4 separate regions of the Drosophila melanogaster genome follow, and all the other regions are linked to region 2. The links are chromatin contacts, called in public Hi-C and targeted proximity ligation maps. All regions are on one chromosome and are shown on one strand. The core of a region is the stretch at or near the end of the contact, and the rest is flanking DNA. Distances in the headings are between cores, read along the strand shown. Region 1 holds the start of Atet (ABC transporter expressed in trachea). Region 2 holds the start of Naprt (Nicotinate phosphoribosyltransferase). Region 3 holds the start of lncRNA:CR45363 (long non-coding RNA:CR45363). Region 4 holds the start of CG3652.

The links. Hi-C and Micro-C count contacts between places; a contact is called where the count stands out from the background.
Region 1: a contact with region 2 is called in a Hi-C map of the Kc167 cell line, with 5 times the contacts expected there. A contact is called at or near these places in 9 of 107 Hi-C or Micro-C datasets (the Clone 8 cell line, the D17-c3 cell line, the Kc167 cell line and 3 more) and 2 of 7 datasets of targeted methods (the Kc167 cell line and the S2 cell line).
Region 3: a Hi-C map of the Kc167 cell line shows a contact between it and region 2, with 2.4 times the contacts expected there. A contact is called at or near these places in 5 of 107 Hi-C or Micro-C datasets (the Clone 8 cell line, the Kc167 cell line, the ML-DmBG3-c2 cell line and 2 more) and 1 of 7 datasets of targeted methods (the Kc167 cell line).
Region 4: a contact with region 2 is called in a targeted proximity ligation map of the Kc167 cell line, with 3 times the contacts expected there. A contact is called at or near these places in 15 of 107 Hi-C or Micro-C datasets (the D17-c3 cell line, the Kc167 cell line, the ML-DmBG3-c2 cell line and 5 more) and 1 of 7 datasets of targeted methods (the Kc167 cell line).

The regions. Positions count from the first base shown.
Region 1 is chr2L:4,332,578-4,335,277 of dm6, reverse strand. Atet (ABC transporter expressed in trachea) reads right to left here and starts at 1,365. Exons shown (of 7, transcript NM_001103609.3): 1 at 839-1,365.
Region 2 is chr2L:4,196,779-4,199,492 of dm6, reverse strand. Naprt (Nicotinate phosphoribosyltransferase) reads left to right here and starts at 1,422. Exons shown (of 11, transcript NM_001273086.1): 1 at 1,422-1,528; 2 at 2,714. It overlaps ft (fat), which reads left to right. Exons shown (of 9, transcript NM_058149.4): 9 at 1-1,089. The coding sequence ends at 361.
Region 3 is chr2L:4,369,858-4,372,557 of dm6, reverse strand. It overlaps lncRNA:CR45363 (long non-coding RNA:CR45363), which reads left to right and starts at 1,255. Exons shown (of 2, transcript NR_144660.1): 1 at 1,255-1,544. The region is part of intron 2 of Traf4 (TNF-receptor-associated factor 4); the gene reads right to left.
Region 4 is chr2L:4,392,497-4,395,196 of dm6, reverse strand. CG3652 reads left to right here and starts at 1,321. Exons shown (of 5, transcript NM_134984.4): 1 at 1,321-1,424; 2 at 1,482-1,695; 3 at 1,764-1,935; 4 at 1,998-2,155; 5 at 2,209-2,427. The coding sequence starts at 1,407. The coding sequence ends at 2,321. Tps1 (Trehalose-6-phosphate synthase 1) reads right to left here. Exons shown (of 5, transcript NM_134983.3): 5 at 2,419-2,700. The coding sequence ends at 2,511. l(2)k05819 (lethal (2) k05819) reads right to left here and starts at 1,001. Exons shown (of 9, transcript NM_001273094.1): 1 at 708-1,001; 2 at 19-652. The coding sequence starts at 859.

The DNA.
Region 1 (2,700 bases), core at 116-2,615, 140 kb before region 2:
TTTTATTACAGATTTGTTTGCAGTTCGACTAGCGATTAGATGGGCAGACCGATAGGCTTCCTGCTACTGGGCGCGGGCTTCCTTTTCGCTAATCGCCGAAGATGTAAGGCGCGTAATCGCACACACTGCGAACTATAGTTATATGGCCCATCCGTGCGATTCAAGTTGACGCGACTGGCCAGCTGTTTGTCGCCCACCGACTCGTTATCTGGGAACTTGGAACACCGGCACTCGAAACTAGCCACGCACAGCTGCGGATTTGGTAATCTGGTAATCAGGTCGCCGGACGATGGGGAGTTTTAAATTTGGGCTTCTCGGAACTGAGCACTTCTCTCACAGATTTCGTGGGTGGATGACCCGAGATGAGGTCCTACCCTAACCGTAATCGAAGTAGGTCAGTCTGTACACCCCCTCGCGAGCCACTGACCCACGAAAATCTGGCTGGCCCGATCTGGTTTTCATTGGTCTTTCGTATTGTTATTTTTTTTTTCGGGTGGCGTGAGCGGCTGAAGACTACAACCTGCTCAGATGTGTCATCTGCTATTAACAAATCGCGCGGCGGGGCATAAACATTTGAAAACAACAGCCACCGCCGGAGCATTTTGCAAATAATTGCTCCTGAAAAGAGAGCGCAGGCGCTCTATCGAGATACAAACGGCAGGAAAACATTAAAGATACATATGGGTCTACCCAAAGGGGGAGGCATATTACATATAACTCCGGCTGCGAAGTTTATTATGGTGGTGGTGGTGGGTAGCTGGTAGCTAAATAAATCTGCGACTGCGACTGCAGACTGCAGGAAGCCCGAAAAAGACGCAATTACTTCACTCGTGCTCACCTTTGGATTTCTATTAAGATGGGGCCTATTTCCGAGAAGAGCAAAACACAAATGGCATAAAACGTGTTTTTGGTTTATTAGCATTATATATTTTTTTTTTTCGGCCGCTGCCAGAAGAGACCGTATTCACTGTACCGCTCCCGCGCACATTAGATACTTTCAGAAGATACTGAGACAGCGAGATACTCGTGCTCGTGCCTTTGGCTTCTTTGTTGTATTCTGTGTTATGGTCGCGGCAGCCAGCAAACAAACAAACAAACAACGCCAGCTATTTAAATGCGCCACAATTCGACGATTCGACGGGAGTGAGAGGAACAGAATCGAAATACCATTACCAGATGGTAAGCGAGGCACTCCAGGAATACGCAAAAGTGTATCTTTTGCCTAGGCGAAACGTGTTTTTATTCACCGCGATGCGATCCGTTGCGATTGGACTCGATTCCTGGCCGAAAACGAAAATCCCGCTCGACCGCAGAAGGCAACAACATTCAGGCAGCGCGAACGACGAAGAACTGAATGCGAACTGAAATTGAAACTGCGGCGGCTGCTAAGCTACCAGCCACCAGCTGCCAGCTGAGAGCGCTTTCGCTCACGAGTATCCGTTCTGGCATTCTGGCACTTTGGTACCCGTATCTGTATCTGTAAATGTATCTGTATCTGTGTGAGCCAGCGCAGCCATCCGGATAGCAATAGTGCTGCCTGGCTGCTTGTACCTGACTCTCGGATACAAATTATAAATAATAGTTAACGCATCTTTCAGATACTTGGCATGTGGAGATATAAAGTTCGGTACATATGTAAATATATATACTGAGATACAAAATTGGCACAACAATTATTGTGTAGTTATTGTACTTCTTTTCAAATCTATCTCTTCTTGAAGTTACAAATGTTAGATACTGATGTAGCTGATGCTCCCAGTTATCTGATGTATATAGTATCTACTTAGTATTACTAGGTACAACGCACGTGTACCCTTCCCATCACTCGACTGCGGATACTACGGCTGTTTCGTCAATGGGGAAGTCACAGCTCTCTCGCTTTGTCCAACGTTCAATTCAAATGCTGGCATACACTTAAATTAATCCGCGTGTGTGTGTGAGCGGTAGTGCGCATGGCGCACAAGTGTGCGTTGGCGTTCCGCTGCTCCGAAAACAGCTGACTGTAAACACACACAAAGGGGGACGGCCCAGTGGGAAATCCAGTGCGATTCGAGTTCAGCTGCACTTGGATTTGATGGAGCGAAACTCCCCGAGGAGAAAGAGAGCGGAGTACACGGCGAAAAAAGCCGTTGTTTCGTAATTAAATTAGGCAATTCCATCTTTTTTTTTAATGGGATTTTAATCTAGAATTAACACATGGCACGTTTCAAGACCATTTTCAGTCGAAAGTGTAGATCGGAAAAGCCTTGATAAGCAGATGAACTTTTCATCGTGAGCCGCTTGATTTCTCACTCTTTAGTAGCTGGATATCCCTGAAGAGTTTCAGTGTTTTCGCTAACATTGTTAGTCTGAGTGATAGCGAACTTTGAACCTCACGATCGCAGAACAAAGCACTGAATCCAAACAAAAACAATTGCGATTTCTTGGAAGAATCGCGTGGTGGGGGCAATTGGAGAGGGGAGCTGATATCAGCATGAGTAATCCTCCCTCCCCCCACTTTCCACATTTTGTCCCTCCCCCATTTGGATTGCATATCATATCTCAAACAAAGCCAAAACGTGATTCTACAATATATTTCCAGCACTTAGTCTCGGGGAAAATGCGCAGTCGGGGGACCTTTAATCGCATCGACCTTAATAATAGTTTATTTTCATATCAGCCGCCAATTGTTTTTAGCTGCTACATATTTAAATTGAGTGC
Region 2 (2,714 bases), core at 173-2,672:
TCCACCGACAACTGTGGTCAAGACACCGCCCATTCCGCCGCACGCCTACGATGGATTCGAGTCATCATTTCGCGGATCGCTCAGCACGCTCGTGGCCAGCGACGATGATATAGCCAATCACCTGAGCGGTATCTACCGCAAGGCCAATGGAGCCGCATCCCCATCGGCCACCACCCTCGGCTGGGAGTATCTGCTCAATTGGGGACCTAGCTACGAAAATCTGATGGGCGTCTTCAAGGACATTGCCGAGCTGCCGGACACAAATGGACCGTCGCAGCAACAGCAGCAGCAAACCCAAGTGGTGTCCACGCTACGAATGCCATCATCGAATGGACCGGCGGCTCCAGAGGAGTACGTGTAATATATGTTGTGTATGCTCTTCAACGAAAGTTAAAGTGTTCCTAAAGTCTGAGCCCCAATTCACTGCAAGCACATAACAAAAAAACTTGAAACTATTCAATGACTTTTCCGAGATTTCGTGTGGTCAAAAACAAAGAGAGAAATTCTCGATAGTACGTAAATGTATTTGTAAATTTTGTGTAAAGCTATATCATTTCATAGTAGATCCTAAGTAATGCCATTTTATTTTGCAATGTACAACGAAAACGTAACGAGGATAGGTAGTAAGTTAAACAAAGTGTAGAATCGTGCATATGTCGGAAAATAAGCAACTAATCTTATGAGAACGCCTTGTATCAAGGTCAACCATCCTAAAGTGCACTTTCTGTTAAGGGTTCGAAAGTAAAAAAAAAAACAATAACGACTGATATGTACTTCCGTACATTATTAACACACCCAGTTAATTTCAATTGCTGATTATTTCGATTTCTGTACTTGTGTATATGTTTTCCGAGTGCTATATTAAGATAGTTTCAGCACCAGTGTGTATTGATTTGTGTCGCCATTTAAGTACATTCTAACATTGCTCTAATTTATTGACAATCTCGCCAACATTCCCTAACTGCCTTAGTCGTACTTATAGATAATTAATGTCAGAGATACTTCGCATTCCTCTAGATATAAACTCAAACACCTTGTATATGTATGTAATTCGTAGTGAAATGTTATTAAATACATATTAACCATCATATATAAACTTGCATTTTGATTTTTTATTACAACTTTTATTTTAAAATTTTTCTTTGGCGCCAAATTACTGTGCTATTTTCAGTGTTACCAGACATTATATAGACAAAGACCTAGAACGACAATTGAAGTTTTAAATTGTTAAGAAAAAGAACTTATAAAATTTACTATATATATGAAATATTCGTAGTAAGAATATTATGTTGGGCAGTTTATCAATGTTTCCGACACAGCAACCGCACATAAATCCTTATTTTCAAAGTATAAGCTTAAAAAGCTAAATATGGCGATAAAAGCGCCAACTTAGCAGCTTCGGCCAACCCATAACAGCGGAATCAGCTGTTCGCCAGTGAAGAAGAAGAGCGTGCGCGAGCGTTCGGTGAATGAAATTAAAATATTTGACTTTTTATTGTATTTAGCAGACGGAAACGGATCAAAAAACGTAAATAAATGTGGTAAACAAGCTGATAAGCCGCTGATAAAAGAAAGTTTTATGATAAACCCAATGCTCACCCTCGAAATGAAATAGTATTGGTGCGTAGAAGAACCAACCGCCTATATAAAAAGTTTAATTGAAGTGTGCTCAAAAAAAAGTGAAAGTGCATACAGAACCCTCACGCCCACGCCCATGACGCCCCTTTTTGAGGGGAGTGGCAGTAACGGCCGTCCCTCTCGATTTACCCTCATTTGTGTGTGTGTGTGTGTGGGTGTGCGTGGGGGGCGCCTGTGTTGCGCGACCTTCACGCAACCTTCAACATGCAGCAACACGTTGTGTGTAATCTAACATTGTTTTTTTTGCGCCAATAATCTGAAAGAAACAACAACTGAATCGAATAAAGAGCTAACAAAATAAAAGTCAAAATAAAGCCAACAACCGGCTGCCAATGGCAACACAAAAACAAAAATCAACAAATTCTCCCAGCAAACAAAAAACTGCATTTCGCTCTCGCTCTCTCGTTTTCTCTCTCTCTCTCTCTCTCTCTTGGCGCTCTCTTTCATTTAACCCGTTTGCTTTTGATTTTCGAATTCAATTCAACTTCAAAAGTCGAGCGGAAAAGTTGGACGCGCGAAAAACCAGAGATCCTTGCTCGAGTGAAAAAGTATTACCGTTCGCGTTATCAAAAAGCCTCGAATCGTGCCATTTGAATTGATAACGTAGCTATAGACAAAAATCTGGTTTGATTTTCGTATGCTAATTAGCTCGTTTTTCATTAGCATTTCTAAACCTTCGCTAATTTGCGTATTAGTTTCGTTACACGGGTATGGTGAAATGATTGCCCTTATGTTTTGAACACAAAAAAGCTCTATAAAGTAATAATGAAAAAATAAATAATCAACTGAGATTAAGCCCTTGTTTTAAAATTTAAAAAAAAAAAAAAAAAATTGTTTTTATGTTGTTTACTTAACTTAAAAAAAACGTCTAATCAAGTATAAGTTTAAATTTCCAAGTCCAATTAATGGGTAACGCACTGCCTTCATAATAAGTTGAATAGTTCATAATTGATTCAATTGCATTATTTGTAGAGAACTATTTACAATGAGCTTGCTTTTCTTACGTCATTTTGGCTAAACAATTTACAATCCTCCTCCAGCGACAATTGCAAAACAATTTCGATGACTCTTACAGA
Region 3 (2,700 bases), core at 6-2,505, 170 kb before region 2:
TTATCTTGGTGAACTTACAATCTGTTCCAGTTCCGTGATGGGCATGTTGTTGTTGTTGTTCCCAGGAGTGGGTGAACTGTGTGAGGACGAGTGCGATGAGGACACCGTCGACGAGGAGGAGCGCGATGTGGCGCAGTTTCCACTGCCGGAGGTCGTCTTGTTCCGGGGGGGAGTTGGTGGCGGTACGGGACTGGCCAGAGTGGAGCAGTCCTTGGAGTTGCGATTGGGCGAGAGACGCGAGGGGAAGCTCAGCGTCTTCGTCCACTGGGCCAAACTTCGAACCATATTGTTAATGTTTTTGTTTTTTGTTTATTTTCTTGTCGTGAAACTAATCCAAAAGTGTTTCAATTGGCAAGTTTTTTGGGGGTCTTTGATTGCTTTGCTTGGGCAATTGCACTTAGTTTATTGGCACATCACTCAGAAAAGATCTTGGCTATTTCAAAACTTGGCGAAATTCACACGGCGCACGCGCATCGTTTGTCTTGTGTTTTCCGTTCAGGCTCAGTTTCAGATACAGATGCGAACTTCACGAATACGAACCGCTTGCGTCGACTTCTCGAAAGCAATTGATGTGACGCAGAAACGGCAGAAACGTCCAAGCCGCTCTGAAACTCCCGCTCTCTCACACACACTCGTGCACGGCCGCTCTCACGGATGTGGCGTAGGGGTTGTGCAAGGGAGACGGCATGCGTCGATCTGCTCTGGCATTGCACTTTAGAGCGAGACGGAGACTGCTTTTGTGTCGGTGTCTGTGAGCAAGAGTGCACAGTGGGCAATAGTTGATTTTGCCTGCTTAAAACAGAACTAGGAGATATGCATATTCTTCTACACCATTTTATACTTAAGATAATATTCTTGTAAGCTTATATATATCATTGAATTTAGTTTAAGGAGTCCCACATGGCGTATAAGTAATATAATTTATCAATAGTATTAATTTCGAGCTCATTTTATGTTTGATAATAATAGTTTTTAAGGTTACTGTGTAACAGTTTAGGGTTTTAAAATAACCTTAATGTTTGTGAGATGTATAAAACAAGGGATATTTTAACTTCTCACCACTGTGCGGTGGTTGAAAAGTGCCAAAAAGTGGTTGATTGGTTAAAATGCTGAAACTCTCTTTGAAACTGCATTCGGTTTATTCACAAAAGGATCATTACAAAGATCGCAAACCGGGGTACTAATTTTGTATAATATACATACATATTTACTTCTGCTTTTCAATAGTCTAGATATTCAGAAATTTTATATTTGAAAAATTGCCATTTGAAAACAACGAGCAACTCGTTAAAAGTAGTATTATTTTCCATCACATTTCCTTGATGGTGCCTGTCGTGTACACCTTATCCTTTTCTATTAATTTCGTCACTTAATTTCCTTTGTCATTTTCCATTTTCTATGGGCTTTCCGCTCAATTTGGCAAAAGGACATACTGCGGATACTGTAATTGCTATATTTACCCAAACGCAGCTCTAATGACGCCAACAAGCCATTGCCAAGTGCAATTATCCAAAGGGCCTCAACATCTGTTGGCCAGAAGTCCGGTATGTTATATGTGGAATAAGGGGAAGACAGAGGGGCCAGAGCAATAGGGATGTCGATTATGACCCATTCCCGACTTCCGTTGGCCGCATACCAAAGGAAACCCACGCGAAAACACACAGCCAGAGGGGCCCACTCACAGATACTCACTCACACGCACACAGGCAGCATAAAAACCGGCAACAACGGCCTTGCCAAGGTTGACTGAGCATGTTGCCGAAAAAAGAGGCATAAAACCAAGCGGCAGCAAGAAAAGTTGATGCCGTTGATGTTGCTGCTTCTTTTTCTGGCCAAGACGAGAGAAAGAGCCAAGAGTTGGCACTCTCTTCGCTCTGATAATGGCCAGAAAGCCATAAAGCCGCTTAGAAGCTGAGCCAGCATGAGCAATGGGAAATGAGTTCATTCAGCTTTAGCTTCGGTTTCAGCTGAAAACGTTCCTCAGGGTAGCCAGATCTTCAGAAGATTTAAAAATCGTATTTATTTCAATTAAATTAATTCTTTAAAGCAATCACTGACATCCCAGTGAAAGGAAAAATACCCTTAGCAATAACGAGTTAAGTGGAATTTTTGGTCTGCCAAATAGCTTTGTAATTAGTAATACCTATCCCCTTTTCCTATGTTTCCATACCAAAAATTCTGTGTTAATTCCATTTTACCGCCAAAAATCATTCGCATCTTGTGGGCACATGTCGGCCATGACAGATGCAGATGCTCTGGATCGATTTGTGTTTTTTCTGCCTGGCCAATAAGCTGTCCTCTGGCAGCCACATGTCCTTGCTGACGGGTCCTGTTGCCCGGCTTTGTTCTCAGGCCAAGGAAATGATTCGCAGTTCGATGGCTAAAGGCAGCTGCATTTGGCTGAGGTCGAACAATGCCCTCGCTTATTGACAGTTTTCCAAAGGTGTCGCACAAAAGAGGATCAGGCTCGTAGCAAAAGGATCCTTCATGCCCGATGTTTGACAATATGTCCATTGCTGTGTGCAGATTTCCGGACAAATGTGCTATGTACCCAGCGGAATTTGGATTCTATTATATCCATTTGATACATTTTTTATAAAGAAATTTTTCGCTTTTTGGGCTCAGATAGATAAACATCTTTTAAGATGCATAATATCATGTTCCCTTTTTGCTTGAATGGATTTTGTAAACATAGAAAAA
Region 4 (2,700 bases), core at 72-2,571, 200 kb before region 2:
TTTTTAAGATCTTCTTACCAGATAGCGCTGCTGATTGTAGATGGTCGGCGGTCGCTTCAGAGAGTTTTTGAGGCAAACAGTAAGGTTATCCAGGTAAGGTGTGCTTTCCAAACAACAAACGAGATTGGGCAGCGGAGGTCGTGCCACAGGTTTCACTGGAGGATCTCCGTGAGGAGCAGCTCCATATATTTCGTTAGCAGCAAAAAATTTATTTGTCTCCAGTTCGTGACAAGGTCCGGGTGAAATGTGTCCCGGCCGTAGAACGATGTAATCCCCGCGCACCAACAAAGCCCACGGCAAGTTGACAATTTTTCCATCTCGGTAGGTCCACTGCAGGGAAACGCAGGGCGACATGGGATTACTTAGGTGCGGATAGTTGGATTGCTGCCAATCGTCACTGAAGTGCTGTTCCGCTAGTTTAATTTCCGAAATCGCGTGTCGTGCCTTCCGGAAGATCTCTGTGCGCCGCAGGTTGTTCTCCCGGACCACCACAAAGAGGTCCAGCGATAAGATGGCCAGCAGGCACAAGGCGGGCCATAGCATTCCTGTAGCGAGCAGTGCTCCACTAGCCAGCAAACTGCTTCCAATGGAAAGCCATCCCAGTGGGCTATCGTACCGCTTCACAAAGGCCGCCCGCAATTTTCGATAGGGGCTAGGAAAGGGATTGGCTATTATCAGTACATTCCATCGTCTATGGATTGACTCACCTCTCCGCTCCGTATTGCCGCTCGTGCTCCAGTTGCACCCGTTTTTCAATCTCCTCATGTAGACGCCGCAGCGCCACCTTTGTGGTTAGTCCACGCAGAGTGGGCTCCGGACTAGCCCGCTTCTCCGGACTTTCCGCCCGCTTCGCTGCCATTTTCCTTGACGTGCTCCTGCAGCTGCAGTTCAAGAATTCGCCTCCACCTACAGCATAGTTTACAAAATTTGCGTCTGTTTAGGTTTGGGTTCGGCGATCAAGTGTTCGCAACAGCCGTCGGCGCCGAGTACGGTCACTCTAGAACAGGGGTGGCCATTCTAACAGGTTAGCCACTAGAAATCGGATTCCACTCTTATCTACATAAATTGTTAGGCGGTCAAAGTAAATGCCTGCCTATTTCGTTTGTGCTTTTCAATATTTCAAGAAATTTAATTTTCTGGGAATCTTGTAATATAGAATTTTTGCTCTGAATGCATTAATAAAAATACGGATATGTATTGAAATTGATAAAAAATAGAATTAAGCTTTACTGTTGTTATTTTTTCAGAAATTTTAAAAAAAGCTACAGACTCACCGGTCATGCTTGTTATCGATAACCGTTATCGATGGGTGAATAATTACTGGGTCACAGTCCACGGTCACACTGTCTACTACGTATTTTTTGTCGATGTAAACGTTTATATATTAAACTTAGCAGATAATACCGATGGATTCCAAACTAGATGTGAGTCAGGAGCTTTAAACAGGAATTTAATCTCTAATATATGCTCCACCCTACTAGATGTTCGAGGACGTGAACACGTCGCCTTCATTGGAGGGCGACATGTCGATTCCGGGCAAAAGAACCACAACTGCAACGTCCGCGAGCGGAGTGCCGGAATACAATACTCTGGATGAGCCCATCCGCGAGACAGTGCTGAGGGACATTCGGGCCGTAGGCATTAAGTTCTACCACGTCCTGTACCCCAAGGAGAAGTCCAGTCTGCTACGAGATTGTACGTCATCAAATGGTTTCGTTATGCATTCGTATGCAGTTTTCTTATTGTGTTTACCCGTCTTTCAGGGGACCTTTGGGGTCCACTGGTGCTGTGCACCTTCATGGCCACCATACTACAAGGCTCCTCCACCGCCGACAGCATGTCTGACAACGGACCCGAGTTCGCCCAGGTCTTCGTAATCGTCTGGATAGGTGCAGCCGTAGTCACACTCAACTCCAAGCTGCTGGGCGGCAATATGTGAGCATCTTTGTATTATTGGTATCCAATTGTTTGATCCTAACGTACTCAATCCCCATCAGCTCATTCTTCCAATCCGTCTGCGTGCTGGGCTACTGCCTTACGCCGGTGGCCATTTCCCTAATTGTGTGCCGGGTAATCCTGCTTGCCACCCAAACGCGGCTGCTCTTCTTTCTGCGTTTTGTGACCACCACCATAGGCTTTGCCTGGGCCACTTACGGTACGAATATCAATTGCATTTAATAGAACAAACACTAATTGGCGTTCCTTTAGCTTCCTTTGTTTTCCTGGGTCAGAGCCAGCCTCCCCATCGAAAACCGCTTGCCGTGTACCCCATCTTTCTGTTCTTCTTCATCATCTCGTGGTTGGTTCTTTCCCACAATTAGTCCAATCTATGACGCCTCGTTTAGTGATTAGTTCGTAAAGAAAACAGTGCACGTTCCATAGCGTAACCAAAAAAAAACCGAAAACAATTGTACATTTCTTTAAGCTACAAATCCGTTTTCTTTATTCTTAAAATCTTAAAAGTTATCTGAGTTACGAGGCATGCATAGATAATGCATGGATATCTGGGCTCACACCTCCAGATTGTTCGCTGAAGCGGCCACCTCCAGGGACATCTGCATCTGGACACCGTCGCCCTTGGTGGGCCTGTAGGTCAGCGAATTGGCGCGCGCCTTGCGTCCCATGAAGTGTCGTTCCACCCATTTCAGCAGGGTGTACACGGAGTCTGTGGAGGGCAGTCGATGATCCGCAGCGGTCTTC